2 separate regions of the Sus scrofa genome follow, and region 2 is linked to region 1. The links are chromatin contacts, called in public HiChIP or PLAC-seq maps. All regions are on one chromosome and are shown on one strand. Each heading gives the region's core, a stretch centred on a gene start, on an enhancer-like site or on the middle of the called end of the contact. The rest is flanking DNA. Distances are from core to core; before and after follow the strand shown. Region 1 holds the start of PRKAR1A (protein kinase cAMP-dependent type I regulatory subunit alpha). Region 2 holds the start of GNA13 (guanine nucleotide-binding protein subunit alpha-13).

Region 1 (6,599 bases), core at 1,850-4,349:
AACCTGAAATAAGTGGGTCTCTCCTTAGCCAATGGAAACTTTAAACATAAGCAATACTAAAAAAATAGGCTGCCAAAAAATTCCTTCCTTTTCCACTGGCTTTCTTAGTCCTCTCTCTGCTTACTAACTGCAAAACTGATGTTATTTTGCTTTTACAATTGTTTGCTAAGGTTTCACAAACATTGTAACAGCAATTAAGGAATTCACTTTTAAAGAGAAAGATGGACTTACACCTCCACTAACTCTAGAAACTGAGACACTCATTCTGTTGAGCTTTGCAAGGACACAAACCACAAAGAAAAAAAAATGGCTGACAGACCCTGGAATCCAGGGCAGAAGGCAAAACCACACAGAAACTAGAGTGGAACAGCTGTCATTTCTGAAAGGAAATTTTACAAGTTGTTATTCTCCCAGCGGCACTGAAAGAGCCTTTGCGCCCTTTGGAAGCCACTGAGGCTGTTGGGCTTTGCAGAACAGCTGTTTCAGGAACTCTCCCAAGGCTCAGCTTTCTACTGCCCATTTCCCTTTTCGTCTTTCAAAGCCATAGCATATGTGGATTTGGCAGCTAGAACAAGGTTGAGCACGACTGACACAGGAAACGGCCTGGCCCGTGGCTGGAGTGGCGCCTGAATGCAGCTGAATGGGGACACACACCCAGGCTTCAGCACGGAACCAGCTGTCACTCAAAGCTTGGGGCTCCATGTCACCAGCTTGCTGGTTTCCTCATTCCAAGTGTCTTGCCTGTGTCAGGACTGACAATGTGACCCAGTACAATTCAGTCTTAACCTGGTAGTGTGGTTAACTCCTTAGGAAGGGGAGGATACGTTGAAAGCAAACTAACATTTATCTCTTGTGTTGCACCCTGTGCTGGGCACTTGATTCACATACACGCTGCAAAGGAGAGTGATTAAGTTCACTGCCTGGGTAGGAGCCACACTGGGCACTTAGCTGCTCCATGACTCATTTTCCTTCGGTAACAGTAACAGTTAACAACAGTAAATAATACCGATGCGAGAGCTATTGTGAAGATTAATTATTGTGCGTGAAGCACCTAAAACAGTGCTAGGAATAAAGTGCTAGAGACCTGTGTGCTGGTATTATCTTTACCAGCTAATTTTAGCACAGCCCTCCCTATCCTTTAGGGTGAGGAAACTGAGGCTCATGGAGATTAAGTCAATTACCGGAGATGGCAGATCCTGAAACCAAACTCAGATTTATCTGACGGCGGTGTTTTCTTCGCAGAACACGACCAGGCCTGCTCAAAGCTATCGAATTCCCTCCCTCTCCTGCTTGCTAGCTTAGGGTTCAGTTTATAAACCCTTCTTTGTACTGACAAGGGTGAAATCCTATATGACTCGGTTCTGTCTTTAATCCCCCATTCAACCCATTCCTGGGTGAAAGATAGTCCGCATGAGGGGTGTGGGTGGGAGAAAAACTTCCCTCCTACCTTCCTCTCTTACCGCCTAATCTGGCCCTTCCGATGTTGCCTGTGCTTCTTTTGACTTTCAGAAAGCAGAGGATAACCACAACTAAATAAAAGAGATACTCTGCTAAGCAGGAGCCCTGTCATGCTGGTAGCTGGAGGGAAGAAGTCGGCCTGCTAAGACTGTGATGTCGAACAGAAATACTGATATGAGCCACATAGGTAATTAAAATTTTCCTAATAGCTACGTTAAAAATGTTAAAAAAGGCGAAATTAACTCTAAAATATTTCATAATAATGTATCCAAAATTATTATGATTTTGACCTGGAATCAGTATACAAATTATTAATGAGATATTTATGAGAGGTTTTTTTTGGGGGGGTATTGTGTTAAACCCATGGTATATTTTATACATACATCCTAGAGTATATAACCCGAGTACAACAGGTACCAGCCAGACACGAGGATACATGTGTTCCAAGGGCCTCCTTTATTCATCTGGCGATTTTATATGTCTGAAACTGTCCCCTGCACCCCCTTTATCCACGGACAGATTCAGTGATGGAAAAAAAAATGGCCGAAGCAGCAAAGAAGCCGTTCCCCCACTTCTTCCTCCTTCATCCCTGATTAATGCAGTTTTTGCGGGCAGTTGAGATTTCTTGTGTGGTCATGGAGGGTTTGTGCCCATCTGCACTTTTGTACTTCTCACCGTGCGGGGTCAGGTGCGAGGATGGGGGGCATTTCAGGTTCTAGAAAGACTCAGGCCTCTCTTGGACCTTGACAAAGTCCTTTCCAGCATTTTGTGCCCATGGGGCCTGGGTGGCCTCCACTGACGACAGCACCCCGGGAGGGGAGAGCAGTCCTATCTGCCAAGCAGACAGTTGGCGGGGCTCAGATTTCCTGGACCGGATGGCGGGCCGGAGGCCGGAGGCCCGCGCGGTGCTGGCGGAGCACAGGATGCGCGGCGGGGCGTGCGCATCTCGGCATCCGCCCGCGTTTGGCCAGTGGCGCAGCTGCTGCGGATCCGCCGGGGGCGGCCACCTCCTCCTGGGCCTGGAAACGGCTGGAATCTCCCCTCCCCCGCCCAACGTCCCCCTCCGGCAGGGGCCACTGGGCGGAGTCGCCCACCTGTCATCCGAGACTCCCTAAGTGGGCTGGCCTGGGTGGGGGAAGGGGGTTGAGGGGAGGGAGAAAAGGCCGAGGCGGCGAGGGAGGTAGGAGTGAGGGTGGGAGGAGAAGAGAGAAGAGGAGGAGGAGAGGGGAGCTCCCGATAGTCGCTCAGAGAAGGAGCGAAGAGCAGAAGAATAAAGGGGACCTGAGGCGTCCAGAGAGGAACAGGTAAGGGGCGGCAGGTGAACAGAGGAGGAGAGCCCCAGGCTAGAGAGAGTGGGGGAGAGACAAAAGGCAAGCGTGGGGAAAGGGTGCAGATGAGGGACGATGTAAGACAAAAAAGCAGAAAAGGAACGCTCCTAGAGAGGAGAGGCGAGGGTCCTTCAAGGAGCGGCGGGGGCGGACGGGGCCCCGCTGCACCTTTAAGGTTGCCAAGGCAACGGCTCTGGCCAGAGCGAGGCGCATTGACGTCAGCAGCCGGGCGTTGATTGGCTGTGGCTAGCCGTTTCCGGTGGAGTCGCCGCGGAGCCGCTATCGCTGTGTGCAGCCGGGCTGGGAGGGAAACGCTGAGGGAGCTCAGCAAGCCGTCACCTCACACCGGTAATCCCGTGCCCGCCGCCGTCTGTCCCCAGGTGAGTGGGGTCGGCGGAGGGCCTCAGTGCGGCCAGCTTCGCCGCCCCGCCGCCCGTTTGGGGGCGCTGGACCGATCCAAGATGGCGTCACGGGGAGCGACCTGCAGGGGGACGGCCGCACCCCCTGCCCCTCCCCGGCGGGCGCCTCCCCGCAGGCCTCGCGCCCGGGGCCGCGCCCCCGGCCGGGAGTCTGCACCTCCAAGGCCTCCCGGGCGTCTGCTCCGGAGCAGGGCTTCCCAGCCACCCTGCTCCCGCTCACTCCCCCACTCCGCGGCCTTCGGGCCCCCGGGCCTCGGCGGCCATCGCGCCCCCGCCGCCTCCGCCCCCGCGCGCCGCGGCCTTCGCGCTCGCCCTCCCCCATTTCCTGAAGGACAACGGCTTGATTTCCCCGGAATCCGCCGTCGTCCCCCCCCCGCCCCCGCGCGTCCCCTCCACCGTTTCTGGCCTGTCTTGAGACTAGGCAGCTCTTGTTTTCCTCTTCCCCGTTCTCTTCCTTGTCATCTCCCGCAATCGCTTTTCCTCTCCTTTCTGAGATTACCGCCCCCACGATGATGCTGGCCTGGCTCCTGAATTTCCTTTTGTCCCCTTTCACCTCCCTCCCTTTCCCGATTCCCCCCCGTCGCTCCCCCCCCCCCCCCGAGATCTCCTTGCCACCACTGTGGCCTTCCGACTAGCGTAGGATGAAGGGTCGGCCTCTTCATTTTGTGGCCATGACTGTGGCATAAGAGAAGGGCACTTTTCCTGTCCTTCCTCTCGAAAAATATGCGGTACCTATTAACCCCTCCAGCTCAGTGCAGACGCGATGCCAAAAGACTTAACTACTTGAGAGGTTCCTAGGAGGTTGGTGTTTTTCTCAGAGGAAGGAAAGCTAACACTCCCTCGGGATGACCCCAAGGAGGTGTTCCTGGCTGGTCTGAGGGTCTGCGGTCTGAATCAGCAAGTTTCTCAGAGCGTTATCAATATTTCCTCGCACGTAATCGTTTTGAAGCTGCGTTTTATCACAACCGAATTTTGAAAAGAAAGAATCTGAGTGTGTTCTGATTTGTAGAGACGATGCAGTGCACGTTTTAAAGCAGTGCAATAATTGGATGGCGAGGGAAGCTAAAGCTAAATTGTTAGGCTCTTAAAATTAAGTACAAGTACAGAATTAATGTAGGTTGTATTCAATTAAAAGTATTAAGACCATAAATTATGGATATTCAGGGCTTCACACGGAGACGGCATAAATCCTGGGACATTTTTGTTAATATGTGATCTTATTTCCAATGTCGTCTTTTTGGTCTTTTTAATACATTGCGAACAAAAAACCCATTTCACCTCTTAGACCCAGTTCTCTCATTTCTACTACAGACTTGATCTGAGTGATTTGTCTGGTTAAATGAATACATGAATACATGTATTGATATTCCTGAAACATGCCTGAATGTTTTGAAGCATAAAAAGATGTGATTTATCATTGTTCTTGGGGGTTTTCAGTATTTTTTCAAATGCAGAAAATTCTATTGAAGTGGATTCTCAGTCTGGCTGTCTGAGCTGGAAAAGTGGCTGGTATAAATCTATCCTAGGGTCACGGAACATTTTTGTGTTTTGGAGTGTTTATTTCTCAAGTATCATGGTTCTTTTTCTATGACTTGTAATTTATGTGCTCCTCAGGGAGCTACAGACTTTGTCATGGTCTGTTAATTAGTCTACTGTTATTGACCTTTATGATGAAAGTTGTCAAAACAAAATGAGTAACAGTTTAGCCCTTTAGCTCTTTACTCTGGTGTTTCTTTTTCCTTTTAAACATAGTTTCATCTCAGTGGTTTTGTGTGCATTATATTTGGAAAAGACTGATTGGTATTGAATTCAGTTGCAGAGTGGAGGGGATCTGCTTTTTCTTCTAATCTTAGTTCCTTGATAATTAGGAGTTGGAAGGGAAACAGTGTCATGACTCTGTAGTTATAACTTTTAATTCCAGGGTAGGAATAGCTGCCCATTATAATTCTGTTTATCTTACTTTACATCAAGGTAGTTTGATGAACCTTCTAAAATTCTCTAAATGCAATTTATCTATTGAATCTTCATGTGAGTTTAAGACTTAGCATGTTTTAACATTTTCCTGTCCAGACGAAGAAAATGTTTTGATATCTTCCAGTCCAAATCTTTTATCGTTTACTTGGTGTGTGTGTTCTAGTAAGGATTTTTCCCTCTTACCAGTAAGTGTGTTGTCATCTGGGTCTGGAATCTGGTAAAAAAGAGTCTGGAATGAAAGATTGCTTTTAAAACTCATCTGGGATTTCTTTTGTGTTTAAAAATTTTTTGATTACGTTGGTGGTAGTTGGCTCATTAGAGCCTTTGCTCCAGTGGTGTGCTGAGTGGTATTAGGACACTCCCCTGGGATATGGGTTTACGTATAGTGCATGTCAGATGTTCTTCGTTGTGCTTACTTGCTTTCGCTTAGAGCTGCCTCGTGTGCCCTTGTAATTCTCTGTCCTGTTTACCATTTACACACTTCCCACGTCATCATGATTTCTTTTGCAGGAGGAGAACTGAATGAAATTCCCTTAAGGGCTTGACTCCTCAGCACCCCGCCTCTGCAGGGGATAGTGGCTCCTACTTCCTCCTGGGAGCTGAGCCTTTTACTGTTGCTGCCTGCGGAGCCAAGATCCTGTGCAGCAGGACCTAAATGAAACACTTCTTTGAGAGAATGCTGTTTCTCTTCGTGTTTTACTCCCTAGCTCTCACCTCCCAGTTTAAACACAAACAAACAAAAAAACCACCTAGGAAAAAAATGCGCTGTGAATCAGTTGCCTAGTGAATTTGTTAAGTCAAAGGCCAAACTGGGGTTTGCTCTTTATGAAGGGTTTTTCACAAAGCATCTGTGTGTTTTTCCTGTAGGGAACCATGGCGTCTGGCAGCACCGCCAGTGAGGAGGAGCGTAGCCTCCGGGAATGTGAGCTCTACGTCCAGAAGCACAACATTCAGGCCCTGCTCAAGGATTCTATCGTGCAGTTGTGCACTGCGCGGCCCGAGAGACCCATGGCATTCCTCAGGGAATACTTCGAGAGGTTGGAGAAGGTAAAAATAAATGGGGGGAGAGGAGGAGCTGACCCTGACAATTTTTAAATGTAGTGCTGCAGGATGTCATGTGTTTGTATCTTTTGGAAGAAAAGATGTTCTGACCAAATAATAGTTTATACTGATAATCTAAAATAGAACTTTAGAAGAGAAATGCAGTCAATATGTTTTAGTAATTTTTAACTTTGTAATCAGAATTTATCAAAACACACTGTGTACTAAGTTTACTTGGCTAACAGAGTTTCCTATAGAGTTCCTTGTAACTGTTTTAATTAATATATAAAACTGATATAAATAAAATAACTGGATACATGGATCAGAAGTAGTACAGCAGTTGTATAAAGCGAGAAATTCTACAGTACTTGAAAATACT
Region 2 (6,599 bases), core at 1,488-3,987, 290 kb before region 1:
TCACAATGTTCTGTGAATTAATCATTACCACTGTCTGGTTCCTAGACATTTTCATCACCCAAAAGAAGACCCTGTATCTACTTCTCTTTTTTTTTATTTTCTTCTTTTTAGGGCCTCACTATATGGAAGTTCCCAGGCCAGGAGTCCAACTGGAGCTGTAACTGCTGGCCTCCACCACAGCCACATCAATGCCTGATCTGAGCTGAGTCTGTGACCTACACTACAGCTCACGGCCACACCAGATCCTTAACACACTGAGAGAGGCCAGGGATGGATACTAGTCAGATTTGTTTCCACTGAGCCACGAGGGGAGCTTCCAGGAAACCATGCATGTATTAAGCAGTCACTCCCCATTCCTCCCTCCCCTGGCTCCTGGCAACTCCTAACCTGCTGTTTACATGGATTTGTCTATTGCAGGTATTTCATAGAAATGGAACTTTACAATATGTGGCTTTTTTGTGACAGGCTTTTTCATGTAGCATAATGTTTTCAGGGCTCTTTCATGTTGTAGCCTGTATTAGTACTTCATTTCTCTTTATGGCTGAATAATTGCATTGCCTGGATGTACATTTTGTTTTTCCATTCATCCACTGATGGATATATGAGTTGATGCCCCCTTTGGGCTATTCTGCATAGTGCTGCCATAAACCTAGGTGTACAGTTTTTTCTTTGAATGCTTGTTTTTTTTTTTTTTTTTCTTTTTAGGGCCACACCTGTGGCACATGGAAGTCGAATTGGAGCTGTAGCCGCCGGCCTACACCACAGCTCACAGCAATGCCGGATCCTTAACCGGGTGAGCGAGGCTAGGGATGGAACCCGCATCTTCATGGATCCTAGTCGGGTTCTTTAACCGCTGAGCCACAAAGGGAACTCCCTTGAATGCCTGTTTTTAGTTCTTTTAGATATATACCCAGGAGTGAAACTGCTGGGTCATGTGGCAATTCTATGTTTAACTTTCTGAGGAACCGCCAGACCTCTGGCTCATTTATATGCTCACATTTTCAAGGGAGCTGGATTACCAGACAGTTCGAAACAGTTGGACTACTGCAGCCAAAACTCAGGCGAGGCCCGAAGAGATCTCATTTTTCAGAAACATCGATTAGAGCAGCTGGGCCAGTTCTGAGCTAAGCTTGTTCCAACACAAGGTTATAGGCAGGGCTTTGAATAGCTTTCTCTGCTGTTTTGCATGTCACAACATGAACTGGCTGGGCAGGAATACCTTCCTGCCTCCTAGGCATCCTTGGTTCTCCATTACGTTGCACACACTTTTGGAAAAAGAAAAAAAAATATGTTAACTACTTAACTGATAGGCTTCCCTCTTCCTGTTTTCGTAGAATTCAGATTAGCATCTGGAGTCCATATAGAAAGGGTGCTTGGAGGCCGGTGCTAGACCCCTGCCCTGGTTCATCCTTTCATGGGTGGAGAACAGAGCCTCCCAAACACTAGCTGAGGCCACAGAGAGATCTTGCAACCAGGAGAGACGTTTACCCTATATTTTACCTGAAGGCACCACCTAGTGATTCTGGCCCTAACAATCCTTAGATATTAAGAGTTGAACCTACACTACTTTGTATATTGTAGCTTGTCCACCCTGTGGGCTTGGCCAGGACAAGAGGAGATAATCCCACTACAGGCACTGTTTACTGCAGCCAGTTTACTGAGTCATGAGGCTCCTCGGACATTAACCCAACCCAGACAGTGAACTGATTAGCACTGATTTTTAAAATTTAAACCTGTTCCTGAGCCTCTTGGGAGTGCTGACCTCTTTCTTCAGTTTCTGACGCATAGACGTTTCTGAGCCACAGAAGTTCTCATCAAGGAACATTAGGGTTGTACTGCCATAAACGGAGACCACCCCAAAAGCCTTTTTGCACTTAAAACTAGAATACCAAGAATGAAGAAGTTGGCTTTTGGGGGCCAACCCAGCTGTCACTGGTCGCTTGTCTCCTGGCAGCCCTTCAGGTGTCCTGGCCTGAATCTGCTATTAGGATAGGAAAAAAGTCCCTTGGCTGGTCATATCCTCTGTAATCTGGCAGGAAACCTAAAATTTGCCGGCTCTTCTCCTCGGTCTGTTTGCTTATCTGCTTCCTTGTTAGGGAAGAGTCTGCATCACAGTGTCCGGTTAAGGGGGATTTTCACCATGACCTCACCCTACTGCAGCTACATCTTGATTTCAGCAGCTTGGGTTGGAATCCGCATCAATGAGACATCAACAACCCCTCCTCGCCCATCTCAGATTAACATCAACACGAAGTCTTTCTCCTCCAAGAGATGATCTTTGTAGGGCTCAGAGAATACCGAAGAGAGCTGCGGGCCGGTGTTGGGGAGGATGTGAAGATGTTTGGTTAACGTTTTGAGTTTGTGAGAGCAGGATGTCAAGGAAGATACTCTAGGAAAACGCACCAAAAACTTGCCCAACTCGCGCTCGCTCTTTGAATAACATTCAAGCCAATGGCCTCGAAACTAGGAGAGCGAACGATGACAGCCGGCGACCCGCACGTAACCGCGGCGGGAGCGGTTGGGGAACCCAAAGTGCTGCATCTGAGTTCTTCTCTCCGGGCCCCAGCCTCCAGGGCTCCCGGAAGCAGCCCTTGGGCGCGTAAGTGGGTGCAGCTAATTAAAGGGAAACAGAAAGGCTGGCTCTGCAAGGCGCCCAGCCCGAGATCACATGAACACAAGGCCCCACCCCTTCAACCCCTCCCCGCGCGCGCCTGACGGCGGCCGCGAATTCACAGTAGAACGTGATTCTCCGGCCCAGCGCACGGGTCGGAGGAGCCGCCGCGGCGTGCGCGCGCGCCCCCGGAGGCAGCGGGCACGCGCACGTCCCCCGGGCCACCGCCCCTCCCAGGCCCGCCCTCCTTCCCTCCCTCCCTCCCTCCCCGGCTCGCCTGGCCCGCCCTGCGAGTCAGTTCGCTGGTTCCCTCCCTCCCCCGGCGCGCTCGGGTCGCCACTGCGCTCCCCGCCCTCGAGCCGCGGTGCCGGAGCCGCCCGCCGCCCGAGGAGGAGGTGGAGGGAGCCGGAGGGGCCCGCCGAGGCGGCGGCGGCGGCGGCGGCGGCAAGATGGCGGACTTCCTGCCGTCGCGGTCCGTGCTGTCCGTGTGCTTCCCCGGCTGCGTGCTGACGAGCGGCGAGGCCGAGCAGCAGCGCAAGTCCAAAGAGATCGACAAATGCCTGTCGCGGGAGAAGACCTACGTGAAGCGGCTCGTGAAGATCCTGCTGCTGGGTGCGGGCGAGAGCGGCAAGTCCACCTTCCTGAAGCAGATGCGGATCATCCACGGACAGGACTTCGACCAGCGCGCGCGCGAGGAGTTCCGTCCCACCATCTACAGCAACGTGATCAAAGGTGCCGGGCCGGGGTCGGAGCCGGGGGGCCGGGGGCCGGGGGCGGCCGCGGGCCGGCGCGGGACCGGGCACCGCCCTCGTTCGCTCAGTCCCCGGAGTAGAAACGGGCCCGGCGGGCGGGCGCGCGGGAAGGGGGCGCGCCCCGGGCACCGACCCTGCCTGCCCGGGGTGCCCTTGCCCCCAGCGGAGGGGATGCCTGGGGGTGCCCCTTTTCCCTCTTGCTGCGGGGCAGGGATCCCGGCTGGCCCCCCACCCCCCACTCCGTCGCTGGCCTCGCCCCCTGCGAGAAGGGAAGTGAAGGGAGCCGGGTGCCGGGAGTGCGGGGTGCCCCCTCCTGTCTTCCCTCCTCCGGACGAGGCAGCAGACCCGAGAGCCAGCCCCAGACCCTACACCCTGACCCCACGCCCCAGCGCTGCCTGCCCAGCCTCGCCTTCCCGGGTGGGTGGGTGCCCGAGTCACATGGGATCGGGGCTGCTCCCACTTCCCTGCTTCCTTGGCCCTTCCAGTGTTCTGGAACCATCGCAATGAGGAAACTTTTGCCCGAGACTCTGGTCAAGGGCGAACGGTGACTGCTCTTGGACCCTTTGGGGCAAGGATATGAAACTTGAGGGTGTCCTGTTTATTGTACTGGCGTCAGGAAAGAGTAGCCCCATTTAGTTAGTCTAAAAAAGTTCGCAGCGGTGGTTTTTCGCCCGGGTGTCACGGTGGGGCAGGATGTTTGCCTGTAATCACTATGCAACACGTTCCACTCTCCTTTTGCTTAGTAACTGGGGGCCGGAGGGAAGGGGTACCACCACTTGCTTCTACTACTTAAATTAAACTGTGTGTTGATAATAAAGAATCTTTGGCCTAGAAGTGATGCAGAGCCTGTACAAGTTGAGTCAGTGAATCAGTGTCGGCTCTGCTTCTGTTTGTCAGTATTTTTTAAGTTAGATTAAGCCTTGTTAATAAGTGAAAAACGCACAAGAACTTTATTTCTGGTCTTTCAAAGAGCTAAGAGAAGAGGGATTTTATTTTTGTCGTTTGAGTGTTAATTAGCACTTCATTTTCTTTGTATCATATTTTCTACTTTATAAAAGGCATTTGCCAAAGTTGCGGTACGGAGTCTGGTACTTCAGGTGTGTCAGGATTCTCTCTGTTGCATCTGGGTAGCAATTATCTAGGAGTTCGCTATAGATTTCAAGCTTTTCCAAGCAGCATTTTTTTGAGTGGGATTTTTTTGTTGTTCAGGAAGTGCTTAAGTTACTCTCTGGTGTCACTTTTTTTTCTCCCAGGATTGAGTAGAGGAAAACTGCTTGGGGGGGGGGGAAGGGGAAGCTTTGTGAAGCTAATAACGGGGGAGAGCACTGCGCCAGGAACTCATAGACCACAGCCAGCCCTAGTACCTCTGCAGTTAAGTTATTAAAAAAAACCGGTTGTATTTATCCCTTCTTAACGTTTAGTAGTGCAACATTAATTGAGGTGTCTTTCAAAGCCGAAGACTCTGCCTAACCAGGCTCTAATTGAAGGTACCTTTGTATACCGATGCCCAAACTTAAGGAGTTCTGTCAGTGAATAGTTAACATGTTAACTGATTATAAGCCAGCTAAATAAACATCTGGCCCTGTTTTGTTTTTCATGTTTTGGTTTTTTTGTTTGTTTGTTTTGTCATTTTAGGGCTGCACCCATGGCATATGGAAGTTCCCAGGCCAGGGGTCCAATCTGAGCTATAGCAGTTGGCCTCTGCCCCAGCCACAGCTACAGCTATGCCAGATCTGAGCCACATCTGCGACCTACACCACAGCTCACGGTAACACTGGATCCTTAACCCACTGAGCAGGGCCAGGGATCCAACCTGCGTCCTCATGGATACTAGTCGGGTTCGTTTCTGATGAGCCACGACAGGAACTGTACCTGGCCCTCTTTTAACACCTGGTTCTCAATGTGCTCTGACTTCTAAGTGTGACCTACTTTGAGCCTTGATTATGAGATGAAGTCACTAGCCATCTACTTTTTTGAGTTGGCATGATCAGAAAATTGACAGCCAAACAGTTTTTCAGTTATCCAAACAAGTGACCTAAGAGCCATGTGATTATTGAGAGGGACTAAAAGTAACAGCTTAATGATAGAAATAATGGGTTTGAATTAATCACCATGAGTTTGAAATCTCTGTTTTTATACTGTTTTTGCAATTGGTCTTCCTCCTTTTAGGGAAGTCTAACTAAGGCCATCGTGTGCCTCACACTGATTTAAAGCTTGGTATTGGGAGTTTTTGAGTTTTGAATGTTTCCTGGAAGACTCAGCGTTGGGCTCAGCCGGTGCTCGGGGACCAAATAGGCCACAGGGCGACATTGTTTGTTGTTGACATTTCATAAATAAATATCTCTTTGAGGGACTCAGAAAACCTTGCAGATCCTTCTTCAGAGCCTGGACGTGCAGGCTGTACGTACAACTTTATCGTTTCTTTTTCCTTCACTAGTTTTGGTTCTCTGGTGACAACATTCTACGCAGAACTTACTTTATAAATGAGAACATGTTAAAATCCTTCAGGAAGTACTTGTGGTAATTGCATGTGCTTTTCAAAGCTCTGATTTTATGACTGTGAATAACAGTTTTTTTACACTGAGAAATTACTCTACTTTTGACTGTTAGTCTTCATTTTTGGAGGCACTGGGCCTGGAGTTCTCAAGAAGTTTAAGGAAATAATACTGGAGTCAAATCTCTTGAGAATATCTAATGACTTTCCTCATACCTTTTTTTTTTTTTTTTTTTTCTCCTCCAAATGAAGGTATGAGGGTGCTGGTGGATGCTCGAGAGAAGCTTCACATTCCTTGGGGAGATAACTCAAACCAGCTCCATGGCGACAAGATGATGGCCTTTGACACTCGCACCCCCTTGACCGCCCAGGGAATCGTGGAAACTCAAGTTTTTTTGCAGTATCTTCCTGCTATAAGAGCTTTATGGGCAGACAGTGGCATACAGAATGCCTATGACCGGCGTCGAGAATTTCAGTTGGTAAGAGATTTGTTTTTTTAAATGTCGTGATTCTAACACACCTTTTTCACTGACTTCCACAATGTCATGTATCTATCCAGAATTTTAGCCTTAGAAATTTGGGATTGCTATATAGATGGGCTTTTTAAACTAAGCAAGGTGAAAATAAGGCAAACCCCATAGTTTTGGTGAAGCTGTTATAACTAGTTGGTTATTTTTCCTTTTTGAAAGTAAGGTCATGATGATTTTCTTAGGTGCTTTCATCTAGTTTTGTTCTACTTTTA

What was found. HiChIP or PLAC-seq counts read pairs in DNA pulled down with a chosen protein or histone mark.
Region 2: a contact with region 1 is called in an H3K27ac HiChIP or PLAC-seq map of alveolar macrophages. The contact joins the promoter of GNA13 here to the promoter of PRKAR1A in region 1. A contact is called at or near these places in 2 of 47 Hi-C or Micro-C datasets (heart right ventricle and liver) and 2 of 2 datasets of contacts at active chromatin or transcription factors (alveolar macrophages and skeletal muscle).

The regions. Positions count from the first base shown.
Region 1 is chr12:11,677,209-11,683,807 of Sscrofa11.1, reverse strand. PRKAR1A (protein kinase cAMP-dependent type I regulatory subunit alpha) reads left to right here and starts at 3,099. Exons shown (of 11, transcript NM_214026.1): 1 at 3,099-3,166; 2 at 6,047-6,226. The coding sequence starts at 6,053.
Region 2 is chr12:11,963,051-11,969,649 of Sscrofa11.1, reverse strand. GNA13 (guanine nucleotide-binding protein subunit alpha-13) reads left to right here and starts at 2,737. Exons shown (of 4, transcript XM_003357998.4): 1 at 2,737-3,343; 2 at 6,110-6,336. The coding sequence starts at 3,061.